Linked DNA regions of Anas platyrhynchos: region 1 is linked to region 2. The links are chromatin contacts, called in public Hi-C maps. All regions are on one chromosome and are shown on one strand. Each heading gives the region's core, a stretch centred on a gene start, on an enhancer-like site or on the middle of the called end of the contact. The rest is flanking DNA. Distances are from core to core; before and after follow the strand shown.

Region 1 (6,557 bases), core at 2,663-5,162, 210 kb after region 2:
AAGCTATTAGAGAGCATCCAAAGGAGGGCTATGAAGATGGTGCAGGCTCTTGAGGGGAAGACGTATGAGGAGCAGCTGAGGCCCCTTGGTTTGTTCAGCCCAGAGCATAGCAGGCTGAGGGCAAGCCTCTCAGGTTACTGCAACCAGTGGACACTCCCCAGCTTTGAGCAGTCCTTTGGGGGTTGGACTAGAGACTGTATCTTCAGCTTTAACAGTTTTTTCGTTTATGAACTTGTCTGTTCACTCCTTGAGCTTTGCAATTTGTCATACACACAGTTTACATACTACAGCATGTACAAATAATGATGTAAATTAAAATTATATACAGTTATTTAATATTTTTGAATATAGATCTCTAAGCAGTTGTCGATAGAACTTGATTCAGCACGTGCACAAGTACTGGAAATTCAGGGTCTTCTGAAAGACAAAGAAAAAAGTGAGCAGCATCTTCAGGGAAAGCTGAGAGACCTAAAGGAATCTTTTGAGCAGAAGAAAAAACACAGTGAAACACTACAAGCTGAGTTAAAAACTGCCCTTTTAGAAAAGGTAAGGCTGACCTCTTACTCCTGTAAGAAAATTAATATAAATTTGATACATCCTTTGGCTTTTATACCAACGTCTTTGGAATATACAGCTATTTACTGTAGTCTTGCTGGAAAGGATAAGATCAGGATGTGGAAACAAAGTCTTCAATGGCCATTGCTGAAATATACAGACTCTCTAGGAGCTGAGTTTCAGTAAATTGGTAAAAATGGCTAGATTGTATGTCTTTATTTTGACCCAGGAGGATACTGTGAAGTAAGAGCTGCTGTTTTCTTGTAAAGCAGTAGACAGTTTTGTGAGAGCAGTTTAGACAAACGCTGCAGTGTTTTGGAATGTCCATGGCAGTTTTAAACTCTCTTTCATTATAGCAAAATAATTTATCTGAGTGACAGAATGAAACTAATAAACTATAGTGGAAATAGTTCAAATGTCTTACATTACTGAATGTTGTGTTGTGTGCTGTGCACTATTAAATGTTTTGCCAGCTTTGGCTGCCCTGTACTATATGATCATACTTTTGCTTTAGCTTGTCTACAGACACTGTATGATTAAAAAAAAAAAAAAAAAAAAATATATATATATATATATATATAAATATAATTTAAATTTTAAATGTTTGGTCTTGCTGTGTTTAACTAAGTCTTATAATGTGAATTTAATTTTGTTGTGAAATTAGTTACAAAATATTGCTATAAAACTGTTTATGTTAGGTTACTTAATTGGTATTTCATAAGTGTTTTTCAGTAAAAATAGTTTTTCAGTAAAAATATGATTTATTGACATCATAAAGCATACCATCTGTAACTTTAACTGACGCTTTGTATGCCTATGTTTCAGGCAGAACTGGAGAATAAGCTGCAACAGCAGACAATTTTGTCAGCTCAGGAGCTTAAAACAGAGAAAGGAAAACTAGCAGACTTACAGAAGACCTATGAAAAATATAAGGAAAACATGGAAAAACTGCAGCTGGATCTTTACGGGAAAGAGTCTGAGTTGCTGGCGACCAGGCAGGACCTTAAGGTACTTAGAGACACTTTAATGTTATTTGTGACTTAATAGATCTGTCTGTATCCATTTTGAAGATACAGAAACAGTGCAAAAACTGTATGGGGAAAGAAAAAAAAAAAGCTCTTTGCTATATATAGAATATAGTGCTGTTCAATCCCTTCCCCTGGGACAAAGGACATACTGACACTAATTGAAAGCCAAGTGTATTTGCCAGCTTACCTGAACTACCCTTACATTTTTCCAATGGCAATCTGACCTGTGGGTGTAAAGTGAAAGATGATTTATTTTCATATTCTTTTTTGATTTTTTTTGTTGTAGTTGTTGTTGGTATATATTGTAGCTTTCAACCAATTTAAATAGTGTAGCTAATTAGGGCAAAGTCACTGACAGCATGTGAGTAACCACTGCCTTCTAGACGATTTAACTAGAATTGTAGTTGTCAGTCTGCTCCTATCCCCTTGCTCCTTCTGCTTCTTCCTGGCTCATTACAGACTTTGAGAGATGTTATACTGGTAAAAACAGTAGGTTTAGGGACCTGCCTGGAGTGCAGATGTCTAAACATAATCCTCCAAGATTTTGCTATTCCTAAGCAGAATTTACCTGGTTTGGTATTCAGATGTAATGCCTTCAAAAAGATGTTGCTGGGAATTGAGTCGATAAGAACAGGTGTTTCTTTATCCTTTTTCCGTTCCCCCACCCCATCCCCTCATGTCAGTGCTAAACAAATGCTCAGGTTTGTTCCAGGACATACGCTGCTGCAGAGATGTGTGGCTTGGGCTCTTTTCACTTGCAAAGCTGGAGTGGGAGTCATTGTCTGTGCGACACTGTTGTTTTAAGATTGCTTGAATTTCTTGAGAGAAATAGGTGCTTCTGGAGAACTGGTCATCCAATCCATTTTAGATGCAGGCTTCTGTTGCTTTCACTATATATAAAGAGAGCTTTTGGTGACTGGTTAGATTTAATATGTCCCTTTTACTTCTCCCAGTGTAGTCTTTTCAGTCCCATCCTTGAAATATTAAAGGTTTTGTGGCTATTTCAGATAGCTCCATGTGAGCTGTGGAGTCCTCACCAAACTCAATGTTTTGAGTTCCTTTAAGAAAAAGAAAAGTAGCTCCTTTATGTGTACATCATTGGATTTCTCTTAATCATACTCTTCCTCTGTGACATTAGATTACCTGCCACATTTTCCTGCAAGTCAGATTAGCATTATTTTTGGTGCTGCTTGATTGAATCCTTGTGCAAGGGTATAAAGAACTTTGGCCTGCTTAACAAGTAAAGGTGGTTTAATCATACAGTTAGTTACTATAGCTTGCTAACCTCCTTTCTGAGTTAATTTCCCAGAATGTGTTTAGATCAACACATTGGTAATTATGGTATAATTTAAATTGGTAATGCAGTGACCTGTACAAGCATTGGATGTTCATTTAAATATTGCTTGCTGCAAAGATAGCTCTGAATAAGTATTATTAATCCAGCTCGATGACTTCTAGTTCTGACAAATATAAAATGGGACAGTAGGTCTCCCATGTGCTTTTAAACCTGAATTGGGATGGTAACAAGGGAGAGATGGAGCATCAGTGCAAAAAGGTAAAATAAGGTGATAGGAACAGGTGACCAGCAACACCTGTAATATATAAATAAAGTGACTAGCAACAGGAGAATAAGACTGTTAATATGAACAGGTAACAGTATTTATTATGTAAATATCTGTGGAGCCTAAAAAGCCTGCAAAATATTGGTGTCCTCGGTGCTGAGGTGATGTACCAGTTTGGAGGCTGTTTGCATGGCTGTTTATTTATTTATAATTATTTACAATAATTATGGATAGTGAGGTCTGCTTGGCACCGCTTTGCTTTTTTTCTGTAAAATCCAGGAGAGGAAAAAGGACAGGGCCAATATATGTTTAATCACAAGTGTGCTGTCTCATTGCAATGTTAAACTAAAATAGTAATGATATTCTTTGCTGCTTTCTCAGACTAGTTATAAAAAGTGTCAAGGAAGACTAATGCTAGTTTGGAGAGCTGAACACAAAAGTGCCACTCAAATCAGAAGAACTCTGTGGCAAAGATTCATAGTCAAGCCAGTTATGTGCGTTATGTTTGTCCTTAGGGGAGTTATTTAATTAAAGCAGATGATTTGAGCCAGAGCTACAAATTTTGGATGGTTTGGAACCAAGGAGGGCTGGGGTCCAGAATGCTCTTGATATTACTGGTAGACAGTAGAAGAACTTTTTAGAACTTGTGTATTAGGTAAGCTTAGATGTCTTATTGCAGGATTTCTAGCAGAAGTATGAAGTCCTTGCACAGCTGTGTTTAGTGAGCATGGTTTGAAGCCCAGTGAGCGGGGCTGTACGCAGAGCACCATCTGCTGGCTTCTGGCTGGAATATCACTGCCAGGCTGCTTGGCTGCTGGTCACCTCGGGCTGAGGGAGCTGTGAGACTGGCGTGTGATAAAAAGTGAGTAATGCTTACATGAAGTTTCGCAGTTGGGGATGCAGCACTGCGTGAGAGCTAGCTGTGCATAGCTAGAGGCAGAGCAAGCGGGCAGCTGCCTGGCACACCAGCAGCACAGGCTGAAAAATTGAACGCCCCCTTAACACTTCAGTTTCTGGTTCAATAACAGAAGGTCCAAGTTATGTAGTGTTAGCCAGATGCAAACTGTGAAGCTGTAAGTCTCCCAGAGCAAAAGTGAGAAGTGTTGTAGCAAATTCTAAAGTGAGAACATAGTTAGATTCTTATGGATACGATATGCTGCACATTCAGTTTAATTTAAAAAACCTGCCTTCTGTAACAGTAAATAAACTCATCTTTTTGTCTCTGATGGAAAAAAAGAAATTGGGCAAGATTTGAGTGCTTGCAAAAGTTATATATATATATATAGTATTGTTTATATATTTATATATATATCATTTATATCTATAAATGGGATTCCTTTTTGTGGAAAAGACTATTTTTATTTACAAGACTTATTGAAAACGAAGAGCTGTTATTATTTCTGCCTTGATTTTGAGTTAGTGCTAACATACTTGTGCGTCTTGCTCTCCTGAACTCTGCCAAATACTCTTTGGTCTTGGCATTTGTGCTTTTTGTAGTCAGTCCTGGTTTCTTCTGTATTCTCAAAAGAATGTTTCTTTGCCTCCGATATTGGCACCACTCTCTGTGTATCTTCAGTGGATGTTCTGGATGCTCGTTGTGCTGCCAGACCTTAAGTCTCTAAGTTAGGAGCCTTAGTTGCCTGCAGTCAGTCTAATCCTACCGCCGAGGAAGTGAAGCGACATTAGGTTATCATCTGTGAATAACGACATGCCCTTTCTGTGAGCTGGGTGGGGGGAGAGGGGCATGCAGACTAAAATTTGTGCACCTCACTTCGATGGAATGAATCCAGGACCTAGCACCCGGCTAGTTCTGCTGGTGGCTCCATGTGGCCTGTTTGCAGTGCAACAGCCCAATTGTACTGGACTGGGCTGAGATTTTCTTTTAATTGGTTAATTAGTTAACCAATTAGCCAGTCAACCTAACATCTGGTTTTATTTACAGTTAGTCCAGATTGACTTCTTTTGTTCTGTATGTTTTCCTTGCATTTGGTTTTCTCTGTCATCCTAAAAAGGAATCTCATGACTGGGGTTGTATTACCATTTTTGGAGAGCGATGTCAAAATTGAACAATAATTAAGGTGAATGGCATCAGATTTTGAAGAGGTGATTTTCTGTTAAAGATGTGAGCTCCTCAGGAGTCCAAAAGAATCCATCTGAACTAGTTGGAGACTGAGCCAGGAGCAAGGACAATAACTGGAATGTTTAGCCATGTGCTGGATTTCTGCTGTTTTCCAAAGGGTGCTGTGAGGGTCTTCTGAGGAAGGCAGAAAGAAAGGCACAGATAGATAGAAGGTAGATTTACTGCTAAAGTTATATTGAATGTTTTCTCAATTAAGGCCAGTAGCATTATTGTTAATCACAACACAGTTAAGAGCCACTTGCTGTGCATTAGCTGTAGTAAGATAAATTGTGCTCAAAATTCAGAGTCCCTTATATTGCAAACGTTTATGTATAAGACATTGCAGAGCAAGCTGAATACTGACTCCTCTTTTAAGGACATTCACCTTGTCTTAGCTTGGGCATAGGCACAGTCAGATTGCCTGTCCTGTACCGACACTTTGGGGATGGTTGAGGGAAGAGTATCTGATAGGTGAAGCTTTTTGTTGGGCTACCCACTTCATAGCCAAATTTTATCATCCTGTACAAATTGTCTACAATCCTGTACAAAATTGTCTACAATCATACTTCTGCAAGAAGCAAATCTGAATAAAAGCCATGTCTTCAGAATGAAGCCATGTCTTCATTCTAAATTTGCAAAAACTATTGGGTTTTCCTGTGAAGGTGTTCTGTGATGATGCTACACTTCCCATCCTTTCTCAGCTGTAGGAAAATACTGTACTCCACCGCCCACAGTGGAATAGAGAGGGCTTATTTTCTTTTCTGAAGGACCCACTCTGCTACAAACTTGAAATTGCAAAAGCACCTCCTATTTTGCTTCAATTTTTTCTTGAGCTAATACTTTGTGAAGTTTAAAATAGTAATCTTATAAATCAGAAGACAAATAATTGGTCTGCAAATTAATTCAAAAAGGCAGTTTGAATTTTTTAAGTGACTGAAGCTGTAGAAAATGGTATTGGATCAGCAGTGTTCCATCACGTTAGTATTTCAAACTAAATCTCATTCTACCAGTAAAACACTTCAGACTCTACATGTAAGGATTAGGAAACAGAAATCAGTTTTTAAATGAAGACAGGAGCTGCTTAAAAGAGATGTATAATTAAGTGAAGTCAAGGTTGTTGAAGTTTAGTGATTTTTTTAAAGGAACAAGTACCAGAGGTTTAATTAGGGTTTAAGTAAGAGGAGTAACAGCTAAAAGAATGTAGTTTATTCTGAAAGAATTTAAATGCTTATTGGTGCACAGAAGGTAATAAATTAATTGTTAATAATAAATCTCCCCACCTCACACTGTGTA
Region 2 (6,552 bases), core at 2,157-4,656:
GTACAATAGCATCTGTTTCCAATCATGACAAATGCAGAACTCCTATTACCTCTATAGGTTTGCCATGTTAGCAGCACTAACCACCTATTTTGAAAGCACAGACTTTTTTTGAACAAGCTAAATCAAATACATGAACTGACAGAGGTAATCCACACAGTGAAAGGTCACTGTGCTGCAGCCAGTCCACAGTTTGTTTTGTTCTTTTTATTCTGCTAGATACTGATTTCCCAGAAAAATTCTAAGTATCACTCTTACTCAAACCTTCACCCATCATGTAGCAACAGAAGAAAAACACCTGTCTGATGCATCTTCCAGCAGCATTCAAAGCTGCACAGCAAAAGTACAGGCAAGTAACACTTAACAACTTAAGTCTGACTCTGTTGCATGGAAGCTATTTTGTTTTTTCCCCATGAGAGTCGAACTACAGACACTCCACCCCTTCCCCAGCCCCACCAAAAAAAGATATCTTTATGAAGTAAATGAAATATCTCACCTCAAATATCCCAAGCAGTCTGCCTAGTTTTCCCTTTACTCCAGCCTACAAAAAAAAAAAGACAGGAAAAAAAGTATTAACATGTGCTTTTTAATTTAAAAAACTGCAATATACTATAGCAACATTTCAGCAAGTGCTTCAACATAGGTTTTAGCTACACAGTGCTGCATTGCTTCTGGAGTTTCTAGCTTCGGAATATTACACTAGGACAAGTTTGTGTTCTGTGGGTTAAAGAATATATTATTCTTTCAAGCACTGCCATCCAGACCAAAATACTGTTTTATTTACCATGGACTTTGTGAATTGTATTTTATTAGAGACATCCAATACTGAAAAAATTATCCAGGGAAGAAGATAGCCTAAGAGGTAAGTTAAAGTAGTAGGGTAGCTTTCCTAGAGACAGAATTATCAAAATTCCATTGCTATTTCTTACAGAAACTCAAGTCCAAGTCCTCAAAATAAAGCAACAAGTTGAACTGCAGGTAAAAGGATGGATCTTACAGCATAAAGCATTAAGGTATGCTGGCTTTCATATGAAAGCATAGCTTTTGGCATGTCATTTAAAAACTAAATTTATATTTCCAGATCTCTACAGCTTTGAATTATTTTTCTAGTTAGTAACATTATAAAGAAATTTACATTTAGAGATTTGCTCCTAGTTTCTTAAATAACCCCTATGTATGTCATCCTGTGCTTAGTAATCTTTTCAACAGTTAAGGCGGTCATTGTATCCTACTAATACTCCAGGGTTTGTTTTTACAGAAGTAATATACAATGCCTCTTCCAAGATAAGTTGTTTATGGTCATCCATTATGATCATCAAGATCTGAACATGTATGCAGTCTACTGGTAGACTAAGCCATATCTACATTTTGTCTTGCTTTGTATAACCAGTAGTTGAAACAGGGCTTCTTAGTGCTAAGATGCCATTTTCTAGTGTTCAGTCTTTGTTTCCAGCTTTAATCAAGGAAAGTTACTGATGTCTTGTGTCTTTATACAAAGGACCATATGGATCTTATTTACATTTTAATGTGCAACTCTGACAGACAACTGGGCAGGCTTTGGCAATAAGTCTAATCAAGATCTCACAAGTGAATGTTTTGTGTCTCTCTTTTTAAAGAAAGCAGATGGCTGATGTTATTTATTAAGCAGTTTTGATGAAAGAAATGTGATCTCAGCCCCTGCAACAAAAAAGCATTTTGTTTATCTAGAGCAAAAACTAGCCCTAAAGTTGATGCAAAACTGTATACATTACTCTGGTCATGTGCTGAAAGAGATACCTGTTCGAGCTCATGAAGCTGAAATGTTAACTGTGCCTGTTGGATAAGTGATTAGGCAGCATGTTAATTATGGAAGCGACAGGCCCCAAGAGACACCAAAGACTGCTTGTGCTTCACACAGAGCAATGAAAGACTTCAGGAGCCTAGAGAAACACCCTAAATAAATGTTCAAGCTTTTTGTTCCTAATCTCTTCAGCATTATAGTACCTTCTGAAGAAGAAGCAGAACTTAAAGAGGCCAGAAGTTAATGTCTATCCTCAGTTTTTGCCCTTCTTCTCAAGCAGCAAAATCTAGGAATCACTATATTCTTCAAGATTTCTACTTGAAATAAATGAAAAAAAAGAAAGCCACCCAAAAACATCCTCCCAAACTTTCAGGAGTTTAGAATTAGCCAAGGCCTTATTTATATCAAAGATCTGGGAAAGCATTTACATCCACTACTATCACGGGCAGGACTCTGACAACAAGAATGCTGACAGACAAAAAAAAAAATCACAAGAAACACAGGAGAATTTCTCTGAACTAGTGAGTGGGAGTCTCAAAATTAACTAACACATGGCACAAACACCATTACCAATATTAAATAGCTTTCTTGCAGAGCTTTCTTTTTCTCTCCATTTCTTAGTGTCCCATATTCACAATGTGAATCTATCATCAATTTCACAAGGAGCACAAGGAATTTACTTTTTAACAGCTTCTGTTCTCCCTCCATACAAATCAGTGGTTTAAACAAATACTCAACTGAGTAACTGTGAATGAAACAATTAGCTGCACTCCATGACATTAAGTGTAAAAATCCCCCAAAGCTCAGAATGAAGCTTTTGCCCAACCAGATGGTGTCACGTAGATGTGATCTCTCACTGATTTCTAGTTAATCTCTAGGCAAAAGATACATGCTTCCAAAACGTAGCACCATTCCTTCAGACAGAAGCATTTTTCAAAACTTTCATACCCCAAAATATAAAAAGGCAGCAACTTCTAACAGAGACAAAAGTCTCATAACTTTTTTCCTCTGCAAATAATCTATTCTGACCTTGACTGAATCATCTTCATAATTTAAAAAGTGCCATTAAATTGACAGACCATTAAAAAGTACTTTTGCTAACAAAAATATTTCCTCCAGGTTCTTTCCTTTACATAGTAACTTCAAAATAAATCATAAATGAGTCCTAGAGGACCAAGAAATGCTTTATCTTTTTCCTGGAATGTCAAATAAAGTTCCTACACTCCCAGTTTTAAGCTTTTAACTCAACACGATAGCAAATTCTAGAGTTTGAACAATTTCATCTTTCTTCCCACAGCCATTATGTTGTTAAAACAAAACACAGCTTTTTAAATAAAAAAAATCCAAAGGCTACTTGAAGACACTAAACTTCAAGAGGAAGTTTGAATAAACAGCATTTCCTTTATCAGACAAGTTACTGCATGTCTATAAGCACCAGGTAGATTTCTTCTATTTCAGATTCCTTAAATCTGAATGTATACATGTATTTAATATTAAGTCTAAATCCAACCGCAGGAGTAAACACTTTATCTCGTATTTTTTTTGGCCTGGAGGTCACTCACTGCTGGCCGATCCTGATCCACTGCCCTGCAGGAGGTGCAGTCATGCTTGCCTTGGGTTTCCTGTAGATGGAGCAAGAGTCACACTGGAATTTTATTTTTAGGCTAACAGTCTACCAGGGCAGAAAGTTGCTTAAAATCTGCAATACAGAAGAGTTATTTTAACTGTGGGATCTGTTGGATAGTACTTTACTGGCTACTCTCCTGAAAAGACAGTGCAAGGCTACCCTTGCTCTCTTCTGCATACTTTTATAGAACTCAGTGTTTCATTGTGCCTGTCAAAATCTTTAATTTGAAAGGATGTTATTTTTTTCTTTTAAGTATCTACATAGTTCCAGTCTGGAACACCCAATCATTTTTCAACTATTAGCTGCTCACTAAAGCAGATTCCTTTATTTCCTTTGAGAGGTCTTAGATAACATTACTGGCACTTACACTGCTGCAGCAGATTAACCATCAGAATCTGCCTCCTCTTCTCAGAAGCTGTATTCCCACAGGTCAGGGAGGAATTGAATGTTTTTTGGCTGGCAATTCAGTATACTACTAGGTACAAATAGAGCAAGAGTCTTTTTAGTGAGATGGAAGAAAAGGGAACGGGAGGGTGTTTATTCCTTTTGAGAGGAAGATCGTAATCATTTAATCACCATTATTTCTGTTGTGTTTCCCTTTGAACACCCTGTGTGCAAGCAATTCCCATTTCTACCTTTCATACTACCTTGTTGAAGACTAAGCTCCAAATTCACTAACAAAGTAGCTCCACAGTTAAACAAGGTTTAATATGTTTCTGGGACTGCTTTATACTGTAATTTCACTTTGTTATCCTAGTTTCAGGTTTGTACAAACTTGTACCAAAGGAATTGTTACCTAAGGAATCTTAGCTACTATAACCCATAAAAGACAGATGTTCAATTTATAGAAAATAACAATGATAAAGCAGAAACATTATTTACTAGATGTAAAAACCCCAATACAAACAGAGCTTAAGGATAAAAAAAAAAATCTGAAGTCACACAATCTGACTGTAGGACTGCAGTGCATACATATTTGACTACATTTGATCTTCGTCTGTGTTTTAAAACAAGGATTTTAAATGCTCCATTTTGGTGGGGAACCAAGGGACTTTTAGAGCCAGTGGGCTCTCGTACTGTGAACTATTAACACTCCTACCACTAGGAACTGCCACTACAACACCCACGATCTGTTTCTCCGTTTTAATAAATTAATGGTAACTGACGGTTAGTTTATGCATGACCCAAGACTGAAGAAACACAGTTCAAACCAGTGCCACAGTGTGCCTGCTTTGAAGTTTATTCATTCACAAAACCCTTAACAGTTCACTTCACTGCACTGTAACCAGCTTGCCAGGTGATACTGACCTTAGTATAAAAATAGAAAGGACATCCATCTCTAGAAAGGTTAGTATGAATTTCCATGATTCAAGTCAAAGCCCTGAATACCATGCTGGCTTTTGATCAAAAGTGGCACTTTCCTTTGCAGTCTCATGGCAAAACACAAGATTCAGCCCAGAGTTTAATAATACTTTAAATTAGGACATGAACTTTTAATGTTCATCGGATACACAAGCCATCAAACGCTGAAAATCCTGAAGCTGTAGAACAAGCATCTTCAAATAATTGTTGCTTATTAAAGCCCCTAGCTTCTGAAAAACCTTTATGTACTTTCAAGCACAGATAAGAGCTGAGGCATGGCTGGCAGGTCACACCTTACTTGAGAATACCATAAAAAAAAGGTGTAGTCACCATAGTAAGGATGAGTAAAAACTCAGCCTGTAACTAAAACACCCCTGTTAGCACCAGTCAAGATCTGTTGGGTTCTCTAACTTCAGAAAGTTTCTCACAGTGTATAAACACTAATAGTGACATTTTTTCAGACACATAACATGCAGCTTTTCTATCATGAAGGCTCCTACTGAAAATTTTGACTGCAGCAGTATTGCGGTTAAGGTAACATGTCAAATTTCAATGGATACAAGACAATTTTTGAAGACTCACACTTGAATCTGTAGGTTGCAGATGTTTTCAGCATTCTGAAAAACAGTATCCTGTTTTTTCCTATGCATCATCTGCAAAATTTTTTCTTCAGGAGTAACCAATGTCTTAGTATATCTTTATGATGCAGCCATGAAGTTTGCAATGTCTGGGCAGCACATGCACTCTGATTGGACTTTAACAGAAATTTGTACCACATGTATGCTCCACAATGTACCCCCTAACCATATTCTGCACCTCTGCTGCTTACCCTTCCCCACTCGCTCCCCTCTCACCACACCACTGCAGAAATTTGTGAGCAAGGCCACAACTTTAAGTACACGAAATATTCTCTGAGCAGAATTGGTGTAGCAGAAAACTAATTATCAGCCTCCGTACCACAACTCCCACTGTGATACTGCTTGGCTATGAAGTTAAACTGACAACTGTGTCTAGCACTGCACTGTCTGCAAACTGATGCTTGACCACTGTTAGCTTTTGAATAGTTGGTCAAGCCCCCACAGCAACTTTGATGACATTAAGTGCAACCAGGTCCCCTCAAGATGGGGGATGTGTCATGACTTTCCCTAGAGGTACCTATACTGTCTCTATCTATACAGTTCTGGATATTTGCTCCCTTCAAATGGCACTTGACTGCCTTGTGGCTGTTTCCTTCACTTTCATACAGGAGCCCTTGTTTGGATATGTCTTGGGCAGCTCAAAATTGGCCCCCACAGCAAAAACTGAACACAGCCCAAAAGTCTGGAATAACCTTGTATAAATTAGGCTTATTTATTCTTGCATCTTGTTGCATGAGGGTTGCTAAGAGCGCTGAATACCATATTGGTCTGTTCCCCACATAAGGTGGGGAAACAAGCTCAGTGAATTAGAGACCACAGAACTCATTTAGACACTAAAAAGCAAGCAGAATTTTGGGCAAGCTGCATTTACATTAAACTCCCAAGCCTCCACAACACAGCAAAAACAGACCTAAGGGTATGCAAGCTAAAACACCAAGTAGTACAGCTAATCAAAAATAGAGAAAAGCTCTAATAAAAACATTATGCATGCTGATAATTAACAACAACATTAATGTGTTTTGTCATAGTGGGATGACAAAGCTGTTTAATACTACCAGACGGTCTGTACTTCACTTACTTCCCAGCATGCATCCACTTTCTGCAAAACCTTGTACTTGCTATTTTAGAAACATGATGTAAATTATTAG

The links. Hi-C and Micro-C count contacts between places; a contact is called where the count stands out from the background.
Region 1: a contact with region 2 is called in a Hi-C map of subcutaneous adipose tissue, with 2.9 times the contacts expected there. The contact joins two enhancer-like sites. A contact is called at or near these places in 3 of 8 Hi-C or Micro-C datasets (F1 follicle, skeletal muscle and subcutaneous adipose tissue).

What each region holds. Positions count from the first base shown.
Region 1 is chr1:47,775,924-47,782,480 of IASCAAS_PekinDuck_T2T, forward strand. It overlaps EEA1 (early endosome antigen 1), which reads left to right. Exons shown (of 30, transcript XM_038178046.2): 22 at 352-546; 23 at 1,381-1,563. Among named protein-coding and RNA genes, the nearest start is that of PLEKHG7, 53 kb to the right of the region's middle. Within about 2 kb of position 3,913, at least 2 of the 8 cell types and tissues checked have an H3K27ac peak or open chromatin away from gene starts, as enhancers often do. A contact at or near this core is called in subcutaneous adipose tissue, where this site is marked.
Region 2 is chr1:47,564,010-47,570,561 of IASCAAS_PekinDuck_T2T, forward strand. It overlaps NUDT4 (nudix hydrolase 4), which reads right to left. Exons shown (of 5, transcript XM_027451924.3): 3 at 494-538. Among named protein-coding and RNA genes, the nearest start is that of NUDT4, 18 kb to the right of the region's middle. Within about 2 kb of position 3,407, at least 1 of the 8 cell types and tissues checked has an H3K27ac peak or open chromatin away from gene starts, as enhancers often do. A contact at or near this core is called in subcutaneous adipose tissue, where this site is marked.